Regions from separate parts of the Zea mays genome. Here region 2 is linked to region 1. The links are chromatin contacts, called in public Hi-C maps. All regions are on one chromosome and are shown on one strand. Each heading gives the region's core, a stretch centred on a gene start, on an enhancer-like site or on the middle of the called end of the contact. The rest is flanking DNA. Distances are from core to core; before and after follow the strand shown. Region 1 holds the start of LOC103636114 (peptide deformylase 1B, chloroplastic). Region 2 holds the start of LOC100273119.

The links. A called contact is a pair of places that touch in the nucleus more often than the background predicts.
Region 2: a contact with region 1 is called in a Hi-C map of tassel, with 1.7 times the contacts expected there. The contact joins the promoter of LOC100273119 here to the promoter of LOC103636114 in region 1. A contact is called at or near these places in 2 of 25 Hi-C or Micro-C datasets (endosperm and tassel).

What each region holds. Positions count from the first base shown.
Region 1 is chr8:150,011,218-150,015,563 of Zm-B73-REFERENCE-NAM-5.0, forward strand. LOC103636114 (peptide deformylase 1B, chloroplastic) reads right to left here and starts at 2,410. Exons shown (of 9, transcript XM_035961848.1): 1 at 2,010-2,410; 2 at 1,742-1,880; 3 at 1,191-1,383; 4 at 814-924. The coding sequence starts at 2,199. It overlaps LOC103636116 (cinnamoyl-CoA reductase 1), which reads right to left. Exons shown (of 5, transcript NM_001301557.1): 3 at 3,825-4,025; 4 at 3,558-3,711; 5 at 2,817-3,431. The coding sequence ends at 3,100.
Region 2 is chr8:150,432,113-150,436,180 of Zm-B73-REFERENCE-NAM-5.0, forward strand. LOC100273119 reads right to left here and starts at 2,536. Exons shown (of 8, transcript NM_001365731.1): 1 at 2,260-2,536; 2 at 2,064-2,166; 3 at 1,211-1,308; 4 at 1,004-1,134; 5 at 816-924; 6 at 20-211. The coding sequence starts at 2,442.

The DNA.
Region 1 (4,346 bases), core at 1,160-3,659:
CCAAAAATTTATTAAGAATCATGGTGATGAGCCACCGGTCAAATATGCATAGCTTGATATATTCCCTTCATTTTGTTAATCTGCTACAGTATTGGCACTTGCATGCAAGTTACAATTTAAACACTAATAACTTCTATCCAAGGTTATTAAAACAATAAAACATTGAAACGCTCATGGGTGTAATTTTGACTTTTAAACGTTTAAAGTTTAAACATAGTTTTAAACAACATAGGAAAAAAATATCAATATATCATAATTTCAGACAATAACATGAAGTTAAATACCGAAACATAGAGGTTAGTGGCATAGCAAAACTTCACCCATGAACCGGACTAAACTCCAAAAGTAACTAACAGACTGGGCCCAAAAGTAGCTAATGATCTAAAACGCATGAAACACTGCGTTATACAGTTTAGAACACCAAACACAAAAATGTGGTTTCAACCTCTAATTAGAGTTTTGACGTTTAAACGTAGTTTAAACGCGGTTTAATCGTAGTTTTAATAACACTGCTTATATCATATTCGAAGTTAAAAAGCTACAGAAAAAATTGCAGTAATATCAATTTTGCATGCCAATCTAGGCTTCATTTATGTAATGATCGTTAAATCTGAAAGTGCCTGACAGGAAAGAACTCTAGGATGACTTAAATTTGCATCCAGAGGAATTGTGTGAGAGCAAATGAAAATTAGCATATTTGAATATTGCATGGATTTATTTCTTAAAAAAAGCAGATTAATTATGATATTAAGTGTACGCCCATAGTTTCATTTGGTGTCAACCAAAAGGCTCAGATAATGGTTAAACTCATACCAGCAAATGATCAAACTCATGCTGGAAAACTCTTGCATGTATACCAGATAATTTTACTTTGATCTTTGCCCCTGTAACATCTTGAGCTTCAATTTTCACACTTTCTGGTCTCTGCAAGAGCACAATGGTGACAAAGTTAGCTTTGTTTATGAATTGTGCATCTTTCGTATACAGAGGCTGACAATTGGAATATAAATTTGCAAAATCATATATTAAGTTAGCATGTCAAAACCATGTGACATGTGGCAAAAAAAATCATAAATGTGACACAAATTATGCAAAATATCATTATGCTAAGCATCACACTAAAGTCAGATAAAGGACAGCTAAAGTCTTCTACACAGTATAAAAGAATTGGCATGGCAAACTATTCTTACCACCACATTGCCATATATTCCAGGAAACGATAAGCACCCTTCTTCAAACACAAGCAATCGTTTGGCGGACTTGTATATCACTGGGTTGACAAGAACAATCTCCTCTCCTTCCCCCTTCACCCCAGCAGGATTGAATACCATAAGCTGCACATTGACTCCAACTTGTGGTGCTGAGAGACCAATGCCATCGGTCCTGTACAAAAACCTCTTTTTAACTTAAGCAGTACAGCTTCTAATAAATCTGGCATAGTTATATCTGAAATCACCACGGGCAGCCCTATTATTGGTAAATATATCATATGCAATCGGCTTTTCATTCAATCAAATTTTCATCAATGTAGCAATTACCCAGACGAATTTGCATTTCCTTGCCCTAAGTTCTATAGCGGTATAGGAATTCAGTGAAAATAAGCACTAACTGAGTAAATTATAGCATGCATCCAATGAAAGCATAGGCGCTCATTTCTTTGAAACAGCGGAAAATCGAATCGGTGAACACATCTTGAGCGTGAAAATAGAAGTGGTGCAAGGTTCAGAATCCGCACACTCACTTGTACATAACGTCGAACATCTCATCGGCCAGGGCGCGGAGGTTGTCATCGAACGTGTTGATGCGTTTGTTGCGCGCGCGCAGGACGGGATCGGGGTATTTGACTACCTCGAGTGGCGATTCGAACCGGAGGTCAGAAGCTACACACCGTGAACAGAACATCAACGAAGTAGTAATAACTAATAAGCCGAGAGAGAGCGAACGCGAAGTTGTCTAGTAGCCGGAGGGCTTGAACTGAGGGGGAGAAGGCGGCGGCGGCGGCGGCTAACCCGTGGCGAAGTCTTCGTCGAGCTGGGCGTTGGCGGTGGAGGAACCTAAGCCGCGGCGTGCGCGGGCGGCGAGGGGCATGGCCGGGACGGCGCGGCGCATGGGTAGGCGCAGCGCTACGGGGCGCAAGGCCAGGAGCGGGCGAGAGGAGGCCATGAAGCCGCGCAGGCGCGGGCAGAGGGCAGCGGCCATGGGAGCGGCTCCTTCGGCTTCGATTTTTTTGGGCGTCCGGCAAGAGGCGGTGAGAAGTGGCCGGACCGGAGGAGAGGGTGGGGTGAGCGGCGAGCCGAGGACGCCGCGTGACAGGACAGGAGGCGCTCGGGTAGCGTGGCTGCAAGTTTGAGCCGCCCGAACATGTAGGCTGCACCGAAATGAAGGCACGAGAGTAGATACTATGCGGTAGAGCGTGCTGATAACATCACCCTAAAATTACTTAACATGCACCACGGGCCGCCCGAACATGTAGGCTGGACGCGCTAGTGACGTTGAAGGTTTTCATCCGGACATGCTAGTGGCTGGACATGTAGGCCACTGCCGGGCCGAACCGGGCCACCGTTCACTGACGGGTTGGGTCGTGCCTGCACCACGGGCCGGTTTCTCAGCACAAACACGACCCATCTGAATTTCGTTTGGACAAGTATATTCGAAACGAAAGCACGATTATCTACTTGCTTGCATGTAGCAGAAGCATACTTCTTTATCGAAGGTCATCAGCCTGTGTACAAACTTCGTTGGACGTCAAGCGGTGTGCGGATTTTGTGGTGGCGTGGATCGATGGTGGAGGTGGACACGATGTTGTGATGCGCGCTGCCTATGGATGACTCGCCTTTATTGTTGCATGAATATTCTGTACAAAATTGCACAAACACTTGGCTCTCCCTCTCCCTGCTCCTTCCCCGTCCACAAGGACATCAAGCAGAGCTTTGCTATTGCTCCGCTTCGCTTCCGGTGTCCACTGTCCACTCTTGTCAATGGACCACAGATTGCATACTGGTGATCAACCCTTGCTGCGCCGATTTCTCGTCGTCAGTGCCAGCGGTTCCCCCCTTCATGGCAAATGCACCTTCGCCGCCTGAGCTAGCTAGTAGCTAGTCAAACCTCAAACGCGACGGAGTAGTAGGTGTCGTACGCGCACCTCCTCCTGGAGGACATGAGCCTGGACAGCTTCCGCTTGCAAAGCTCGAACCTGGCCGGCCGGTCGTCAGAGCCGTGCGCGGGCGCGGGCGCGGCCCCTCCCGGCAGCCCCAGCTGCCGCTCCAGCTCGGCGAACTCCTCGGGCCGCTTGACCACGTGGTCGTAGCAGATGTACCTGCCGCCGGCGGTGTTGTCGCCCATCGCCTCGTACGCGTGGACGTGCGCCTCGGCCACCGTCTCCACGTTTGCCGTGGCGAGCAGGCCGTCGGCGAGCATGGCTCGAGCCCCTGCTGCCGAATATGCAGGAGGAGGAGGAGGAGGAGGTCAGAGGCTCAGAGCGATGAGCAACGCGTGTTAGTGCGTCTCATGGACGGTATGTACACGCACGCATCCGGGCGGCAGGGCACGGCACGGACCTTTGAGATACGCGATGGACGCGGTGGAGTTGCGGCGGCGGAACCCCGGACCAGTGACAAGCGCGGGGCAGATGGTGACCAGCTTCAGGTCTCGTCCCCGCGCCGCCCTCCACGCAGCCTTCTCTGCCGCCGTTTTGCCAAGTGCGAACCACAGCTGGAAAAACGACGCATCACAGTATGTGGCTTCTTCCTGAGTGACTATAGTTTGTGTGATCAAAGGAGAAACAGAAATACAAATGCGTCTAATGTCTTCTCCCGATCACTCACCTTGTTGTCGCGGCAGAAGCTCTCGTCGCTCCAGCAGCTCTCGTCGATGGTGGTAGGGCACCGCCGGTCATGAGGGTAGTCCTGCCTCCACACGCACGCCAGCAAGGAAGAGGTGAAGACGCATTTCCTGACGGACTCTGTCCTGACGCAGGCCTCAATCACCCGCTCCGCTGCTTGGGCTTCTAACGCTGCCATGTGCTTCTGTTGAAATCAGATGTTGCCATGCGTTAGCTACAAGTTTATTCAGCCTGTAAAGTCACTTTGGTGCTTATTTCTTTCGGTGATGAATGCCACTTCGTTGTTCAACTGTCTACTGAAGTTCTATTCAAAAATACGTTGCTAACAGTAACAGGCGAGACACTATTATTACTGTTAAAAAACAAGAAAACCAGTATGTTGCAATAGATAGATTTGCAGGCTGAAACTGCAGCAGCGATGAGCTCGAGATTGGCTTAGCCACCTAATCAAGATCTCACAGGATTTAATATGAGCATGTTAAGAGCAACTCCAAGAGCATTTCCA
Region 2 (4,068 bases), core at 1,286-3,785, 420 kb after region 1:
AGAATAGAATAATCACTACCTCATCTGTTGTCGCATTAAGACTGACAGCCAGGGAGCAATTGGATTCCTGGAGGAAGCGTTTTAACTGAGGGACAAGACCACTTGTGGAGACAGTAACCTTGCGAGGGCTAAAATGAAGACCTTGCTCATCAACCATTATTGCTGAGGCTTTTATTACATTGTCAATATTGTGAAATGGTTCACCCATGCCCTGGACAAATTAGACATTATAATGAAATAGTGTACCATCAACTCAACAAAAACAGCATAACTTTTTAGATCTTGTAGGCTACACGATGAGATGTTATTAAAAGCTAACTGCAGCAAGTAAGCATAAAAGATGCCTAAACAACGTATACATGTTGCTATAACTAGACTTTAATTTTTGTTAACACAGTACTCCAAAACCAACATCAGGAAGCCTAACAGCTGAACAAGAAACAGAATTCAGTATTACTGTTGATAAGAACAAGGGCAACTGATAAGACATGTAACCATATATATAGCTCACAGTATTCTAAAATGGCAACAAATAATTGAATATGGCAACAAAGCAGGTGCAAGGAAAACATCAGAAATTCAATATACTGTTAAAAAAATGTGCTCTTTGAATCCACGGCAGTATGAATTGGCTTGAAAGTAGAACTTTAAGATAGACTGTAGACACTAGACAGTTATACATATTTGTTGATATCACTTTACGAAGAACAGCATAGATGAGAACAGAATACAAATCATATGCTGTTAGTTAAACAAGATGCCACGTTAACTATCGTACACAGTCAAAGCATAAGTTACTTAAAGCAAATGCTTACCATAAATACAACATTGTTAATTGATCCCAATTCATCTGAGAATAACCTACGAGCAAACACAGCCTGCTCGACAATTTCAGCTGTCGAGAGATGTTTTCTCAAACCCATCCTATATATAAAAAACCAAGCAAGCATGAATCAGTAATGGCCAAGAGAAGAAAAATGTCTTGTAACATAAGTAAACAAACCTTCCAGTGAAACAAAACTGGCAGTTCATGGCACAACCAACTTGGCTTGAAACACAGATAGTTGTCCTGCCCCTAGCGCAAGGAATGATAACTGTTTCAATCACTGAACCATCTTCAAGAGAGAACAATATCTGTAACATCCTGTGTTCAAAAATCAATCATATCCAGTAAATCACTTCATAACACAACGGCAACACTGAAAACTACCTTACGGGTTCCATCTGATGCAATATGGATGTCCTTCATAGTTAATGCCTTGAGATCAGCATGCTCGGTTATCATCTTCCTGAAATCCTTATTTAAACCTGAAGGATTTTAGAGGTAAATAGGTGGCATCCATTTAACTAACATGTTGGCAACACATCAAATGGCATACATTGAGAAGAATCATAAGCACATTTGTAGGTTCTCCAAAGTGAAAAGCAATAGAACTCATTGGACAATAGAAAATGTAGTTAACTTAGTAAGAGAAACATGCCACAAAACTAATTCTTACAAGAGAAAAAATGTATCAACATCTACAACATGAAATTAGTCTCATTATTTTTTTGATTAAATATGTCTTGATAGTGAATTTATTTGAACTGGTGGACGTTAATAGTTTTTCAGTTAGGGACATTTGAGTTAGGACAAATCTAAGGGGGTGTTTGGATCCCCAGAACTAAAGTTTAGTCTGGGTTTTGAATGCCAATTAGAAGGACTAAACATAAGCTAATTATTATATTATAAAACTAACTGCATTACACATGGCTAATTCGCGAGACAAATATATTATGCCTAATTAATCAATGATTAGTCCATGTTTTGTACAGTAAACATGTGCTAATCATGGATTAATTAGGCTTAACAGATTCTCTCGCGAATTAGCCACTGGCTATGCAATTAGTTTTATACTTAGCTCATGTTTGATCCTACTAATTGGCATCCAAAACCCGGTCTAAACTTTAGTCCAGGTATCCAAACACCCCCTAAACTGAACTGTAATTTGAAACACAGGGATTAGTTATAGCATATACTAATGCTAAATAGATGGATTCTACTTGACACAGTGAAAATTTACCAGCCAACTCGTCGTAGCAATGAGCCCAAACGTTGTTCCCGTACAGGCATTTCCACAGCATCATGGCCTGGCCTGGCCGAAACCCCTGCGCCTGCACCCAATTCTGAAAGAAACCCGCACTAAATCATCTCACACGCGCGTACGACACAACCAACGAACTACCTAAAACCCAACATGTCTTGAGCCAAGCCCTTACCTCGAGTTCCGAGTAGTCCATCCCCTTGAGCATGGCCTTGGAGCCGGCCTCGCAGCGAGCAGCGGCAGAGGGGCGTTGGAGGGCGGAGAAGAGGCGGCGCGACGAGGCGCAGAGGAAGGAGGCGCTCCGGCTCCACCGGAGGAGAGGCAGGACCTGCGCCTGCGCCTGCGCCGGCGCCGCCATGGTGAATTGTCTGGTTGGTACGGTTTCGGGAGTTTCGCTGGCTATGGACTTCGTGCCGAGTGCCGGTGGATATACATGGGCTGGGCTAGTTTTCTTTCTGGGTTGTTCCACGGGAAGAGGGGAATGCCGAATGCACATAGTATACGCGAACGAAAGTCCCAATTCCTCCAAACAACACGTTTCACAGTTCAAATCATTTGCTTCGTAAAAATAAAACTCAGAACATCTTTCATTTAATAACAATATCATTTCATTTATTTTCTTCTTGTATTTGCGCGCCGCATGCCAGCCGTGCTCTGCAGAGTAGCTAAGATGTTGAAAATCAAGAAAATGAACTTAAGAACTTCGATAATGATAGTGAGACTGGCACAAGACAAATGAATTGAATAAATACATGACTGGCCCACTTTAAAGCAATGTCCATTTGATATTGTTTGGCTGCTCTACAACCGTAGATGTTGTATCTGTTTGAACTGCTGCAACTACAATCCACATAGACAACGTAGCCGCAGCTAGATTAAAGCCGCAACGAACAATATTTAGCGTAGTTGACAAAAGTTTAGTTGGGATGTCTATTATTAACTTGTAGGATGAAGAAAATGATCCCAAACAACATGAAGGATGATAATGAACTATGAAAAGTGCAAACTGCAAAGTACAATTTATGGTTGTGGACCTGTGGTGAACTGAAAAAATGTGTCATTAAGTAAATAATATAACCTCATCATTTGTATTGTTTTGGATTTGAGTTATAATTTATCAATTATCACTATTTTTATTGTGTATTCATAAGTACAAACGGTGTGCATGTGCATATGTATCAATTAAAGAAATATATACCCCTCTTTCCTAAATTAAAATTCATTTTATATAATTAATGGATTCATACAATACAATATGTATATTTTTATATATGTTTCTAGATTCATCATCAGCCATTTTAATATAGACGGAGGGGGTACATTTAAGGCATGTTTGGATCTCACGTGCTAAACTTTAACACCCCCTTAGATAGCTAAATTGCTAGTAGGTGCTAAACTTTAGCACTTCACTTTTAATATCTTTTAGCACCTTTTAGCACTTGTGTTTGGATCCACATGTGCTAAAGTCTACTAAAGCATACTGCTAAACTTTAGTATCGTGAATCCAAATATGTCCTTAGTTATAACCTGTAAGTCTACAACGGATAACTTGGATTCGTAGACTTGTAGTATGCACATAAACTTGGTACATGTAGTTGTGGCACATGGATGATGTATTGTCAGTTGCACGGTCATACAGGTTGTTAGATTATTCTTGTGTGTTGTTGACAGAGGTAGTATCAATTTTAACCTAAACGCTAAACGGTAAATAGTCGGTCATCCTCTGTTTAGCGTTTAATCGAACTATACGTGTGTTTAAACGGACTAAAAAACATATTATATGAGATTAAACGGATTAAACGGCATAAACGACCAACACAGTTAGCTACTGAGTAGCGTTTAAATGACGTGTAAATGGTCTAAACGGTCATCCATACGGTACATAGAACCAATCACCTATACGTGTGTGGTCAATACACAAGGCTGACCTGGGTGTAGAGATGGCCAAATGGGCGGCACGGCACGGCCCGGCCCGGGTACGGCC